2 separate regions of the Mus musculus genome follow, and region 1 is linked to region 2. The links are chromatin contacts, called in public HiChIP or PLAC-seq maps. All regions are on one chromosome and are shown on one strand. The core of a region is the stretch at or near the end of the contact, and the rest is flanking DNA. Distances in the headings are between cores, read along the strand shown.

Evidence for each region. HiChIP or PLAC-seq counts read pairs in DNA pulled down with a chosen protein or histone mark.
Region 1: a FOXA1 HiChIP or PLAC-seq map of pancreatic cancer cells shows a contact between it and region 2. The contact joins the promoter of Odaph here to the enhancer-like site in region 2. A contact is called at or near these places in 5 of 39 promoter capture datasets (the 3T3-L1 cell line, embryonic stem cells, hippocampal neurons and 2 more), 1 of 115 datasets of contacts at active chromatin or transcription factors (pancreatic cancer cells) and 2 of 9 other capture datasets (embryonic stem cells and macrophages).

Annotation. Positions count from the first base shown.
Region 1 is chr5:91,985,332-91,992,270 of GRCm38.p6, reverse strand. Odaph (odontogenesis associated phosphoprotein) reads right to left here and starts at 4,798. Exons shown (of 2, transcript NM_001177577.1): 1 at 4,713-4,798. The coding sequence starts at 4,776.
Region 2 is chr5:91,562,829-91,569,820 of GRCm38.p6, reverse strand. All of the region lies in intron 1 of Parm1 (prostate androgen-regulated mucin-like protein 1), which reads right to left. Among named protein-coding and RNA genes, the nearest start is that of Parm1, 49 kb to the right of the region's middle. Within about 2 kb of position 4,145, at least 40 of the 459 cell types and tissues checked have an H3K27ac peak or open chromatin away from gene starts, as enhancers often do. A contact at or near this core is called in hippocampal neurons and pancreatic cancer cells, where this site is marked.

The DNA.
Region 1 (6,939 bases), core at 3,549-6,048, 420 kb before region 2:
TACAATGTCATACTTATAAGATAATCATTTTATAAGGTTGGTAATTTTCCCCACACCTATCCAGACTACTGAATATTGAAACGATATGACTGAAATTAGGTCGAGAAACATCAAATTATAGAAGATGACTAAATCCCACAGTGTTGATTCTTTCTGATAAATTCCTAACTTTTGTAACATGAAAACTTTATATACTCAGAATCTAGCCACTAGGAGAGAAGTTAGCCTTGCTGGGAAGTCTCATCCTGATAGCTGGCTATTAGGTCAGGCTCAGCAAGGCCTTGAGCTCTGCCATCCAGTGAACTATCCCGCTTTATAAACATCCTGACCACCACCTGCTGCATAGGCTCATCTTGTTTCTTGATGCCCTGAAGCTGACCTCTCAATCCCATAGTGGTTGGTGCTAGAGCATGCAGAAGACTTTTCTACCAGGCTGAGGTGTTTAGCTTCGTGCTCTCTTCTGGGAATCCACAAGCAGCTTCCCTCTATCACCCACCCAGGACAGTCGATGAGACCATATAAACATGTTTTGATATTTCCCCAGCAAGCTAATCACATGATGATTACAGTGGGTTACTACTTCCAAGTTACTACTGCAAGTGTCCTCGAATGTAAGAACTGGAGCTGGAGCACTGGCTCCTCAGCCAGAGGACTCAGGTGTGATTCCCAGTACACACATGGTGTCTTACAACTACCAATCTGGTTCCAGGGGATCTAACACACTCTTCTTCCAGGCATGCAGGTGGTGTGCAGGCAAAACACCCCTACATATAAAGTAAAAATAAAGTGTGGGAGCCCTAGGACTTGGTTTGGCAGTCTGTCTCATGGGACAAGGTCAAGACTATCTATGTGAATTGATGCTAAACGGCTTCTTCCTTCCCCTCGCTCAGCTGACCCCGCCTACCTATCTCTTCTTTAACCTCATTCTGCTCACTTCCTGAAGTCATTATCTTTGTTTTCTCCTCAAACTGCCTTGAAAATTCCATCTTGATTTACTACCTCTCTAAGTTTACCTAATGCCACATTTCAGAGTGAAAACTTGGGCAATCTGCTAATAACATCTCAGGTTCTTCTTTTGTTAAAGAGGGCTGTAAACATCTCAGGTTCTTTTGTTAAAGAGGGCTGCAAACATCTCAGGTTCTTCTTTTGTTAAAGAGGGCTGCAAGCTTTGTACCCATTCAAACAGTTAAACAGTGCTGTCCCCTCTACCCCAAAACGCTGCTTTGGCAAAAGTCCTTAATATTCCTGGGCTTAAATTTTGGCTCCCGGTGCCTAGAGTTCCTCTTGTCCTGGATCTCTCATGTAGTGCCCAAGTCAGACCTCCTTAGGGAGATCGTCCCTGCCTGGACGCTGGATTGGAACTTGGAAAACTTCCATAGCAGTCTTGGCCCACCAGCATTGAACTTATGAACCATGCCCTTAGCATTCCTGAAATGCCCAGCAGACCATCTTACAGACTGGCCCTACCCCCAGGGCCTGTGGAAGAATTAAACTGATGGAGAGAAAGCTTCATTTCTATAACAGCATAAGTTTCTATGTTCTTACCTATGAAGGACAGTGTGAAGATTAACATGTATTTCCCACACGTCACACACTGACACACCAGCAAGGGCACTGTACATCAAAGCTAAGCATCCTGAAAACTTAATAAGACCAAAGTAGGTCACACATTTGAATGTTGACTAAAAAACATCTGCCAGGCAGTGGTGGCTCACGCCTTTAATCCCAGCACTTGGGAGGCAGAGGCAGGCAGATTTCTTAGTTCAAGGCCAGCCTGGTCTATAGAGTGAGTTCCAGGACAGCCAGGGCTACACAGAGAAACCCTGTCTCAAAAAACAAAAACAAAAACAAACAATCAAACAAACATCTGGAGAGGCAGGGCAGCATGATATTCCAGAGGCAGGGTCCCTGCTTCTAATACTGTGACTAAGGACAGATCACCTCACCCCTGAGGGTTTTTTTTTCCCTTATTTGAAAGATGTAAGAATAGTATGGTCTATCCAATGGGCTTATGAAATTATCCAAGATAAGATATTAACGGTTCTGGGAGATACCCTTTGCATAGTACACATTTATTAAGTTAGCAATTGTTATTGTTAATTGTTAAGGTTGTGAATGTTATAGAAGGATTTTTAGCAGCACAAGCTTCACTTCTTAGGTTTATCTGTTTATCTTTTATATAAGATCTGTGTGTATCAAGGTAAGGGTAGGACTAAAGTACATAATAACTATAAGACTAGGAACTCTGTGAAGACGAGGGATTATTGATTCTGTTGGTCATTGCTGATGTCTTCAGCACCTGGAACACTCCCTGGATGGCAGTGTTATCCTTGAAGACTTGGTGTATCTCTGAATGACTAGGCAGACACTGGCTGTTCTTCTCGGTGTTTTTGTGGTACTCAGCGAGAATTTAATTCCAGCCTTAGAGTGTTTTAAATAATAATTTATATTTAAAATTATAGTATTATATAATACAAGCCAAAATATTGTTTGAAGTTTGGATGTCAGTCTTAAATGGGCTTATTATAGTCTAGACGTGAAATTTGTATCATACCCCCAAACTAGCTCGATTTTTTAAAAAAAGAGGTAATGATGAGAAGATCTTTTTATAATTACCTGTGCTCTGTGGTTTATCTGGGCAGTCAAGAGCTGTTTTGTAGAGAGCTGTAGTGATTTTTATAGCAGCAAGCCTGGGTCTACCCACGCCATTCTTCCTTACAGAGCACCTGGAATCTTAGATTTCCCATGCCCATTCAGACTCCAGCCACAAAGAAATACCAATGCCGTGGTTAACTGACTCATAATAACTGTAACTCAATTCATTTTGTGGACACCAAGAACGATTGGCTATTTTTGTAAAATTCATCACTTGAAAGATAAAGAATTTAGAGCCCAGAAAATGTGCTAAACTCCCCGTCCCCCCTTCAGGATGCTGTACGTCGGGTCAACCGTGTGCACATCCCATATTACATGCTGAATTGAGCGCTGTGATGACAAAACCATAGCGCCTGTCTCTGAGGATTGGAAAGAGATTAGATACAGACAGATCTGCCAGTCAGGCATGGAACATACACTGCAGGTGAGGCACAGACTGCTTTGACAATCCAAAGATGTCAGAGAAAAACAACCTATTTTACAATAAAGTGCCTCCAGAAAGACTTGTAAGTGTGATATTACAGTAGCATTTAATTGCTGTTACTCGAAGCAGAACTGCAGAGAGCAGATGTGAGGCAGGAAAGGAGCAGGTGCTCTTGGACGGCGAAGGGCACAGGGACACATGTGAGCCTTCCTGCTGGGCAGTCAGTCCCAGAGGACAAGCAGAAATGAGTGATGACCTAGAACCTGTGCTGCCAAGCTCAGAGACCAAATCTCACCTTTCAGACGAAATTTTTATTTGTTTGTCTGGGGACATTGTCTCACTATGTAACCCTGGCTTTCCATTCTGAAACTTGCTACATAGACTAGGCTGGCCTTGAACTCGCAGATATCTTTCCGGCTTCTGCCTCTGAGTGTCAGGATCAGAGGCACACACCACTGTGTTCAGCCCTCAAAGGATAGTTTTAGATATAAATAATTGAAATCTCGAATCTCGTTATAACCTATTTAGCTATTTTCAAAGCCTCAAGAGAACAAAACAAGAGATGTCAACAAATTTGCTCTGTGACTACATGTGCCCCATAAGCTGGAAAGAAGGTGGCCTCTTTTTCAGCAGATGTCCATAACCTCATCTTGGGAATTGAGGAACTGCTGCCCTGTGATAGCTGTAGTCTGTGCAGAGGCTGGGTTAGGGGATCTCTGGGTATCTAGCAACAAGTTCTGATGCCTCTCCCTGTCTCCAGTCTGTCTCAGACATTGTGTGACAACTGCAGAGAAAATGTTGGAAGATGAATGGAGTCTCACTGAACCCCTTGAAAAGCTTCCCTAGGTCAGGGAATGTAAGTGGGCGAGAGGCTCTGTCCAACACTGGATCCCTCCTCACTGAACAGCACCTACGTCTGCATTTAAAGTCAATTACGAAAACAAATGCTAGATGCAGGGCCCCCAGGTTCTCCTTCCTATTCCTTTCTCCTATCTTCCATATCTTCCCTTGGGCAGGGACTTGAAATCCAATGTCCATGCTCAGAGCATCTGCAGGTTCAGTGGAGAGCAAGGGGGAGGAGTGCAGGGTTGGGGGGGGGGTGCTGGGGGAGGGGAGAATGGGAGCAAGGGAGAAATTAGTCAGCCTCAGGAAATCTGCTCACCTTGGTAGAGCCAAGACACAGCTCATCAGGTATGATTCATTAAAGCAATAAACAAAGACTCAGCCTGAAGAGCTGGCTGCTGGAAATGGAAGGAAGCAGACAGTGCTATAATTCCACATAAACACTGTTAGCTCCATAACCGATAACCGTAGTAACAACAGTAGCCTTGATGCAGTGCTTTTAATGTGCAGAGGCTTTTGCTTATAGCTCAGTTGTCCTCTCCAGCCCCACAACAATGCATAATCATATATAATGTTCAAGTATACCCTAAAATCACAGAGGTAACGCTAAGACTGGGATCCAGGTCTTCAGGTGAGCCACCCCAGCCTTTCATTTCATTCACACAGGCTGATGGTAGCAAAGAAACATTTCCAACATATGGAAATATGTAACCATGGAAGCCACCTTTGTTTTCCTGTATGGTATTATTTATCTAACCCACACACAGTAGGTAAAAACTCAGACTCTTACCTTCTGCTGTAGTTACCACCAACCAGCTGACCAGTAACCAGGAGACATGGAAAGCTGGAGCCATGGCTTCTGCCCTGAGCACTCACTGCTCTGGGCCCCAGGCTGCTTTAAAGGAGAGTGAGTGAGTTGGCAGCAGCCTGAGTCAGGCAATTTGCATTTGCATAGTGGACCACAACCACCCGGACCTGTGGTGGGAGAGTAAGAAACTCTCAAGGAAATACCAGACAGTCTTCGTCAACCTGAAGCTTCTGGTAATGCCAGGCAAGCGTCACGCACCTCTCCTTCACTCTGGACTGAAGGAAGCCACCTTACCTTCACTACCCTGTCAGTTCCAAACACTCCCCACCTCAGTGCCTTCTCTTCACTTGTAACCATGGCTCTCCAGCTGCAAGGGAAGGTATTTTGGTTTCTTTTCTATTGCTATGACAAAAACACTATGACCTGACCAAGGCAGCTTATAGAACCTTCTAATGCTGCGACCCTTTAATACAGCTCCTCATGTTGTGGTAACTCCCCCTTTCCCCAACCATAACATTATTGCATTGCTACTTCATAACTAATTTTGCCACTATTGTGAATCCTAATGGAAATATCTGATATGCAGGATATCTGATATTCGACCCCCATGAAAGGGTCTTTTATCCCCTAAAGGGGTCATAACCCACGGGGTCGAGAGCCACTTTTATAAAAGAAAGAATTTATTTGGGCTGACAGTTTCAGATGGTGAGCCCATGGCCACCAAGGTGGGGAATCATGGCAGCAGACAGGCAGGCATGGTGCTGGAGCAGTATCTGAGAACTTATATCTTATCCACAGGCCTGAGACAGAGAGAGATCTAATGTGAAGTGGTATGGGTTTTTGAAACGTCAAAGTCTACCCCTATGCCTCCCAATTCTTCCCAAATAGTTCCACCAACTTCAGATCAAGCATTCAAATGCATGAGCCTATTAGAGCCATTTTCATTCAAACTCCCCACAGAAAAGAACTACCTTAGCTCCTCACCACATAGCTTGACTTCCTGGAGCAAATCATGAGGGAAGAGGAGATTTCCTGATCCAGGTGTTTGAAGAAGCTGCTGTTAGATTCTGACCCAAGTGTATGGTTCTTCTCTGCCCTATGTCTGCCCATGAGGGAAGGGCCATGGGTAGAAAAGTGTCTTTCCTTGTGGCCACTATGGTCATTGTTTAAACAAAAATGAAGAAACCTGGAGCATAACTTAATAAGCCTACTTTCTAGACTTTCTTCTAAGTCACCAACTTGCTTGTAAGATGAACATGTGTCTTGGTCACTGTTATAGTGCTGTAAAGAGACACCAAGACTAAGGCAACTCTTACAGAGAAAGCATTAGATGGGGGCTGGCTTACAGTATTAGAGGGTTATTCCATCATCATCATCATGACAGGAAGCCTGTCATAGTGCAGGTAGACACTGGGGCAGTACCTGAGAACCACATACTGATCTGTAAGCAGAGATGTCTGGGCTCCACATGGGATTCTGAAACCTCAAAGCCCACCCCCAGTGACACACTTCCTCCAACAAGGCCACACCTCCTAATCCCTTTAATCCTTTTAAATAGCGCTACTCCCTGGTGACTAACTAGTCACATTCATGAGCATATGGAGGCCATTCTTATTCAAACCACCACAGCCAGACACACCAGTGCTTGGCTGGCCTCCCGAGAGGATTCTTTCAGTTGTGAGAGTAACAGGAAGTGGTCACAAGAATTAAGAGGCTGGTTCTTGTTAGAAAAAAGAAATACCCAAAACTTTCTAATATCATTTTCTTTTCTCACTTGCCATTTGATTATCTGTTCAAGCCAGCATGGTGACACTAGTCAATTATTGCAGGTATTTCAGAGGCTGATGTGGAAGGAAGGCTTGACCTATGAGTTCTAAACTAGCCTAGGCAACATAGTGAGTCAGATGCTGTCTCAAAAAAAATGTATTTTTTATCAGTTTAGAGACATGATCTTTGATGTGGCATTTGTATTAGTTGGCGTTCTGTCACCATGATGAGATACTTGAAAATCAATTTATAAGGTAGAAAGATTTATTTTGGCTCATAGTTTAGAAGTGTCCTTGGTCAGCTATTTCTGCTGCTTTTGGACTGTGGTGAAAACATTATTGTAGGGGCACAGGCTGCTCATCTCACGGTGACCAGGAAGCTGAGGGGGGGGGGGCTAAGGGTCCCAGTAGTCCCTTTAAGGGTGCCATCCCCAATGACCTAA
Region 2 (6,992 bases), core at 2,896-5,395:
GCAAATGAACTACTTGTTTGTGAAAATGCAGAGCTAATAAGAGTTTGGGGGAAGATGTTTAGGACTTTATTTAGTTGGTAAGCCTGGTTAAATCATGAGGAAATGTTTTATCATGCACCACTATTCATAATGTCTACAATTAATGCTTTTAGTGTAATTAGGCAGTTAGAACATTATCTAGAAAAAGATAATTAAATCTGTATTTTGTCTTCCAAACTGCAAAAGAAACTTTTCAAAACCACTGGGAAAGGTGAAAGCTAGCCAAATCCATTTATTTATTTTAACCAGGAAAGTATTTTTGGCAGGCTTTGCTGGCATCCAAACACACATAAATCTTAAAATGGGTTATTATGCATTTCAGGTCCTATGCATTATAAAAATGCCATCTTTCAAGCATTATTGTTATTTAAAAAGAGGCAAAAAGAAAACCACACCAAAAGATAATTTTCTCAGGTCTATTTTTTGTAGTGTTTGGCTTCTGGTAAATTATATGAGGCTGTTGTGTTGCATTGGGTGAAATTTACATACTGGTTCTGAGCCTCAGGAATATTACTTTTGACATTAGGCAAAGCTTCCTTCTTCCACAGCCACAGTCTTGTCAGTTTTAAGGTGGGATTACAATAGTTCCTTCCTCCCATGATTGTGCTGAGGATGGAAAACTCAACTCATTGTTGGCAATGGCAGTCTATCATGGGCCAAGCATCTGTGTGCATCTTTGCTGAGTGTGCCCCACTGTCTTCTGAAGCTGAGCCATTTATGTAGCTACTCACATAGCCAATGAAACGTGTCACAATGATACAAGCAGTCTGCTATCGTACTAATAACTCTGCAGGGGAAGGAAGCTGGATTGTTCATAGCTTGCTAATGAAGAATCATTCTGCTTCCATCTTAGTCTTAAAAGTCATCCTTTAGAAAAGATAAACTAGGTTCAATTCTATTTATTATTAAGCCTCTGTTTCTCAATTGGGCCATGCCCTCCCTGTAACCTTAACTACAAATGATTCTGTACTGCATGTTCCAAGAATAGCTACCACGACTTTGTTTTAAAAGTTCTTTATAACCATCTTGAAACCCTACCTTTGATTCAAAAATTTATATGACTACCTTGTTATGCCCACCTTGCAACCATGACTATTTCAGGAGAGACTAACATGTGATGCTTATGTTCTGCTCCCATAACCCTGGTTATTTTGCCTTCCAAAACCTCCATTTGGAAATCTCCTACTCCTGAGCTCTATAAGAGCCTGTCTTCCTCATATCCAATGAGGACCTCTTGAACCCTGCCTTAGGGGAGACAGCTCATATACCTGAATTAAGTGCTTTAATTAATTGCTTGCTTTTATTTGGCCATGATGATTTGGATTGGTTGTCTTCCTCCTCCCATCTTTGAGACTAACATTTGGAGGCCTCAGCGAAATCAAGACCCCAACCCAAATTCATAGATTCAGCACTGGATCCTTCCCTCTGGCCCTCTGGGACTGAGGAGCCTAGGTGGTGCACACCTTGGAAACGTTCCAAGGCCCTGAGGCACACCTTCAGTTCACCAGGCTGCATGAGTGAAAGGGAAACTATTAAACTAGATGCCCAGAATCTGCATCTTGTAGACAGCCTGCATTTCCTATCCTTGTAATTTCATGGCTATCTTGAATTCTATACTTCTAGCAGATGATAAGGGAAGAAGTAGGTTGTCCAAATCCTAGGGAACAGGACTTCCTACTTAGCTTGGACTCTTTTTGAAGGCAAGGATAAAGATGAGGGGCTTGACTCTCTATCAGAATCCAGAGTACAGTGTCTTCAACTTTACCCTTCAACTATACTTTATTAGCCCCCCCCCTCTCTCCTCTCTTCCTCTTCATCTCTCTCCTTTTCCCTTTTTCTCTGTCTCTCTTTTTGTCTCTCTTTCCTGTCTCTCTGTCTCTATCTCTCTCTTTCTGTTGCTGTCTCTGTCTCTCTATTGGTCCCCTCTCTTGTTCTTGGTGGTTTTCAAGGTGCCAGACCCTCTGTGGAGGAAACAGAAATACCTGAAAAGCCTATTTTTATTTAATAGGGGAAATGTGACTTTCTTCAACATATTCTTCTGTGTTGCCTAGATGGCTGGTGTGGTAGTTTGAAAGAAAATGTTTCCCATAAGCTTTTAGGGAGTGGCGTTATTATGAGGTATGGCCTTGGAGTAAGTGTGGTTTTGTTGAAGGAGGTACATGAGGGGGTGGCCTTTGAGGTCTCAGAAGCTCAAGCCAGTTCACTTCCTGCTGCTGCTGACCCTGATGTAAAACTCTCCTTCTCCATTACCATGTCTGCCTGCACGCTGTCATGTTTCTCACCATGACAATAATGAACTAAAACTCTGAAACTGTAAGCCAGCCTCCAATTAAATGTTTCTTTATAAGAGTTCTGTGGTCATGGTGTCTCTTCACAGCAATAAAACCCTAAGGCAGAAAGTTTGATTTCTTTTTAAAATTTCAAGTTTATGATCCATGTAATATGGGTTTAAAAACAAATTGATAAACAAACCAATGTAGAATTAAGAAAAAACCATTGAAATTAGCCCCCCAAACCCAAGAAGTATTAAGCAAAGCTCCTAAAAGCAACATTAAAGTAGGAAGTAATAATTTTTAGTATCTAAAAATGTGATGTAATTATAGAGAATACATTCTTACATGGTTTTGCTTAATCTTTAGAATAACACTGTGCAGTACTGTTGTATAGAAACTGTCTCTAAATCACAACACTCCCTCTTAGAGGGAGGAGAGGGTCTCTTCTCGTCTCAGAAAATGTAGAAAACTTACAAGGCTCAGGAACAATCTCAAATCTCAGGAAGCTGCTGACATAAAACAGCATCCCCGAGACTCCTCTCCAAGTTTAGGTAAGCAGAAACAACTTCTGGCAAGAAACCCTCTGACCTTTCCAGATGCCTGCAAATCATATAGGGAGTGGCCAGGGAGACAGCTCCCATGAACTGTCACCCAGACCAGGGTGTGCGTCTCAGTGACACAGCCTTCTTTGAGTCATCACTGCTTCTGTAAATACTCTGCAAGTAAGCCCATACTTCTATAAGCAAACACAATAAACCAATTGGTTCAGCAAGTTGGACTTAGTTGCTTGGAGCGTTGCCAGGACTCTATCTGGGATGAGTTATCATTTGTTTGAGTCTCCTCAGGTACAGTCACATAGCAGGCATGATGGTCTTATTATCTGTAAATAACAAAAATGAACTAAACTTCATATGGCTGATGATATGCGGCAGAGTCAATAATTTCAACTGTCGTTCTGTTGAAACTCACGCTTGTAGCCCCTGCACAACCACCTTGAGTTGTCTGTGAGTCCTTGTCCCCAAGTTGTTGGTTTTCATTTTGTGTCCCTGTCTGCATCCAGGAAATCATCTAGGTTACACTGTCAAGGACTTAATGACATTTTAAATGAAAGAAACCAGGGGGGGGTGTAGTTATTTTTTGGATGGAGGCTTTGCTGCTTTCTTGGGGTCTCTGCAGACCAAGGGAGGAGGGGGTGGAGTACTATGCTATGTCATAACTGGAAAGCTTTTTACAAAGATGTTATATAAATGACAAGTCCTTGAAAGCTCGGGATGTTCTGGACGCCGAGAAGCTCTTCACAGAATGTCAGGGATTACAGTGCTATTGGAGAGTGACTCACAGTGGCTGATTTTCTAAGACCATCCAGGTTCATCTGTGAGTATGTAAAAGGTAAAGTGTTTGGAAACGTTTAAAACTTGGATTTGTGTTTCTTTCTGAAGTTACCTCCAGCTCAGGGCTTAATTGGGAAATTATGGAGGCAACACAAAGAAGTTTCTAAATCAAATATAGTTGAATGGGAAACTATTCTCACTGATAGTTTTTTTTTTTTACATTGTTAAATGCAAAATTAAACCATCCCAATGCTTAATCCGAAAAGCAGGGACTCCTCAACTGCAGAACTAGGCCTTACAGATACTTGAGTGATGGATCTCTCTGCCTCTGGTTGTCCACAGAGCGCAGCCAGCCTTGATCCACTCAGGGAGTCCTATGTTTTCATCTCTGTCCTGCTCAGAGATAGGACATTCATTCCATATTCTTTCTCATCCTTGCACAATCCCCGGAGACACCATCGCTATCAGGACTGTGACCTCAAGGAATTCTATGGGCACACAAAAATACCAGTGACATAAAATCATTGTGCTGTGGCTGGACAAGGTGTCCTGTGACTCTGGGAGGGGTGGACACCATCCAGAAAATGTGTTGTAATAGCTCATATTCCAGAAACCTTGAGGATTTTTTTTTCTGAAAGAAGAATCTAGACTAGGCTGGAGGAAGATTAGGATCAGACAGGCAAGTGTGCTTGAAGGTCAAAGCAAGTTCCTTGTTTACCCCACCACGGAAGAAGGCATGGAATAGACACTCCCACAAAGCAGAACTCAGAAACTCTGAGGAGACCTAAGAACTGGCCTAGCTGGCCTCAGAGGTTTCCCAGCAAGCATTTTCATTTTAAGAACCAAAATCTAGGATGTATAATTCTCAGATGTACCTCCACTCCATCTGTTATTGAGAGGAGAGACAAACATCAAGGAAATATCTGTTTGTGACAGATGGGGACTATCACAGAAAACCATAACCTGTCTTATTGCAGAGTTGTGAAACCCAGTTCTAACGGATACATCCACAGCACAGAGTAGGGTATGGAAAGATTGTAGGAGTCAGAAGAACTGGAGGCTTGCTGTCAGACTGTGTCTTTTACAACTGTCAGAGAAGCTAAACCAATGAAGTCTCACCAGTAAAACCAATAATCACAACAAAACCAACAGACATACTAATATGAAATGGGAAATGCTTAGGGGGTGTTAACCTTATACAAAGGACAGGCAACTAAAGGATGTTCATAATGGAAGAAATAGCCTTCTCCACGGAAGAGCAGAGCATCGCTTATGTGATACTAAATGAACATATACATGCAATATATTGAACAAGTTGTATTTATATGTTTAAGATACATGTTATAACAATGAAAGAAAAAGAGGCCATGAATTTGAAAGGGGAATACATCAGAGAGTTTGGAGGGAAGAAAATGAAGTGTGGGGGGGGGGGAGGAAAAGGAAGGGATGGAAGGATATAATCTCAAAAATTAAAAAAAAAAGTAAAAAGGAGAGACAAAGTGCTGAAGATAACTTATGACGTGTTAGCTGAGACACAGCCTTCATAGGTCATAAAGGTGTGCAAAGGTAAAACAAAGGCTAAGGACTTATTTGAAAGACGACTTTAGAATTGATAAGCATAATCAACTTGCCCCCAATGTCCACGACTCAATTCTGAGATCTCTGTATCCTATTATGCACTACAGATGCGAAACCTCAAATCCAGAGGTTGAATGACTTCCTCGAGCCACTGTGCTAAGGATGGGAAGCAAAGGGAGGGCTCAGAACAGACCCTTGATTCCTGAGTGCTGCCTCCTAAGACTCAGAGTGGCCTCTCACTCCAAAGGTTTATTTTTGGCTGTGGAAAATAGAAGCAAATTATGAGGCAGAGCATTTGGCCCCTGACCAAGTTTTACTTTCGATAACACAGAAATTCAATGGCTGCACTAATACATGCAGGCAGATTGGAAACAGCACGGCTAGACGTCTGCCAATGGGGGACTGTGTGTCTCTAGACCAAATGTGCACTGTAAATCTCCATAGCAGGGCATCCACCTGCCAGGTGATTAAATAGGTTCATCACAGTTGGACTGGATGCCTACTGGATCTAAACCTATTGGAGTCAGGGACAGGAGTGGGAGTTATTTTCTTTTCCTTTCACTACTCAGTGAGAACCCTGGGTTCCCTTTATACCAGCTGTCCCCTACTTAGAAGGCAGGGTCTTCTGTGATCGAATCTTACTGGTTTGGTGATTGACATGTGAAGACTATGTCCCCTAGCACTCAGAAGCTCCGAGAACTTGAGAAAGGCAGGGTCACAGTTAAATGGCTCCCGAGTAGTGTATCCAGGCATGAGTAAGGTTTGGAAAAGAATGATCTGGAATGTCTAATATGGTTGAAGTCTCTGGGTACTGTTACCTCCTGTTCAGAGATTGTCACTGTGGGGATTTAAGAGGTTTGGCTCCCATAGACTCTTGTGTTGGAAGGCTTGGCCCATAAGCAAGGGCACCATTAAGAAGTGTGGCCTTGCTGGACTAGGTGTGGCCTTTGTGGGAGAAAGTGTGTTACCTTGAGGGGTGGGCTTTGAGGTCTCCTATGCTCAATCTACCCCTTTCTGCTGCCTGCAGGTCAAGATGTAGAACTCTCAGCTCCTCCAGCACTGTGTTTGCCTGCACACTGCTATGTTTCCATCATGATGATAATGGACTAAACCTCTGAAACTATAAGTCAGGGCCAATTAAATGTTTTTCCTTTATAAGAGTTGCCATGGTCACATGGTCATGGTATCTCTTCACAGCAATGGGACCCAAATTAAGACAGTCACTTCTAAGTTCACCTACAGAAAGTGTGGCCTCTTCATATGGAGAGAAGTTTCCTTTGACTTGAGCCTTAGAACTAGAACAATGGCTGAAATACATTTGAGTGAGATTGTTGCAATAATCATTTCTGCACCCGGGTTGGGCATCTGGCTGTGAACTGCCTTGATTTTTGCAGTGAGCCAAAGACTTTGACAATAACCAAAGGTGCAGCCAGGCTCCCCTGACTCCTGGGGGGCGGGGGCCCAGAGCTCATCTGAAAAATCTCAAGATGAAAGTGGAAAACAAAGCTCTGGCTGTCGGCTAGGCATTACACGTCATTGTTGCCCAGAGGACATAGCAAGATAGAGGAGCAGCTGAGAGGGAAGGTGTCAGGTGCCCTGCCTTCCCAGGAGGGATTCAGTTCTATCACACCAAGGTGGATCTGCTGACCTTGCCTTTCTTTGCTTTTACTGCCAGAGGAAAGAAGGAATAGTCACAGAGATGTGCCTTCTAATAGAGAGCTTTCAACACACCCTAGCCCTCTGGAGACAGGGTTGTTTTTATAGCCAGAGG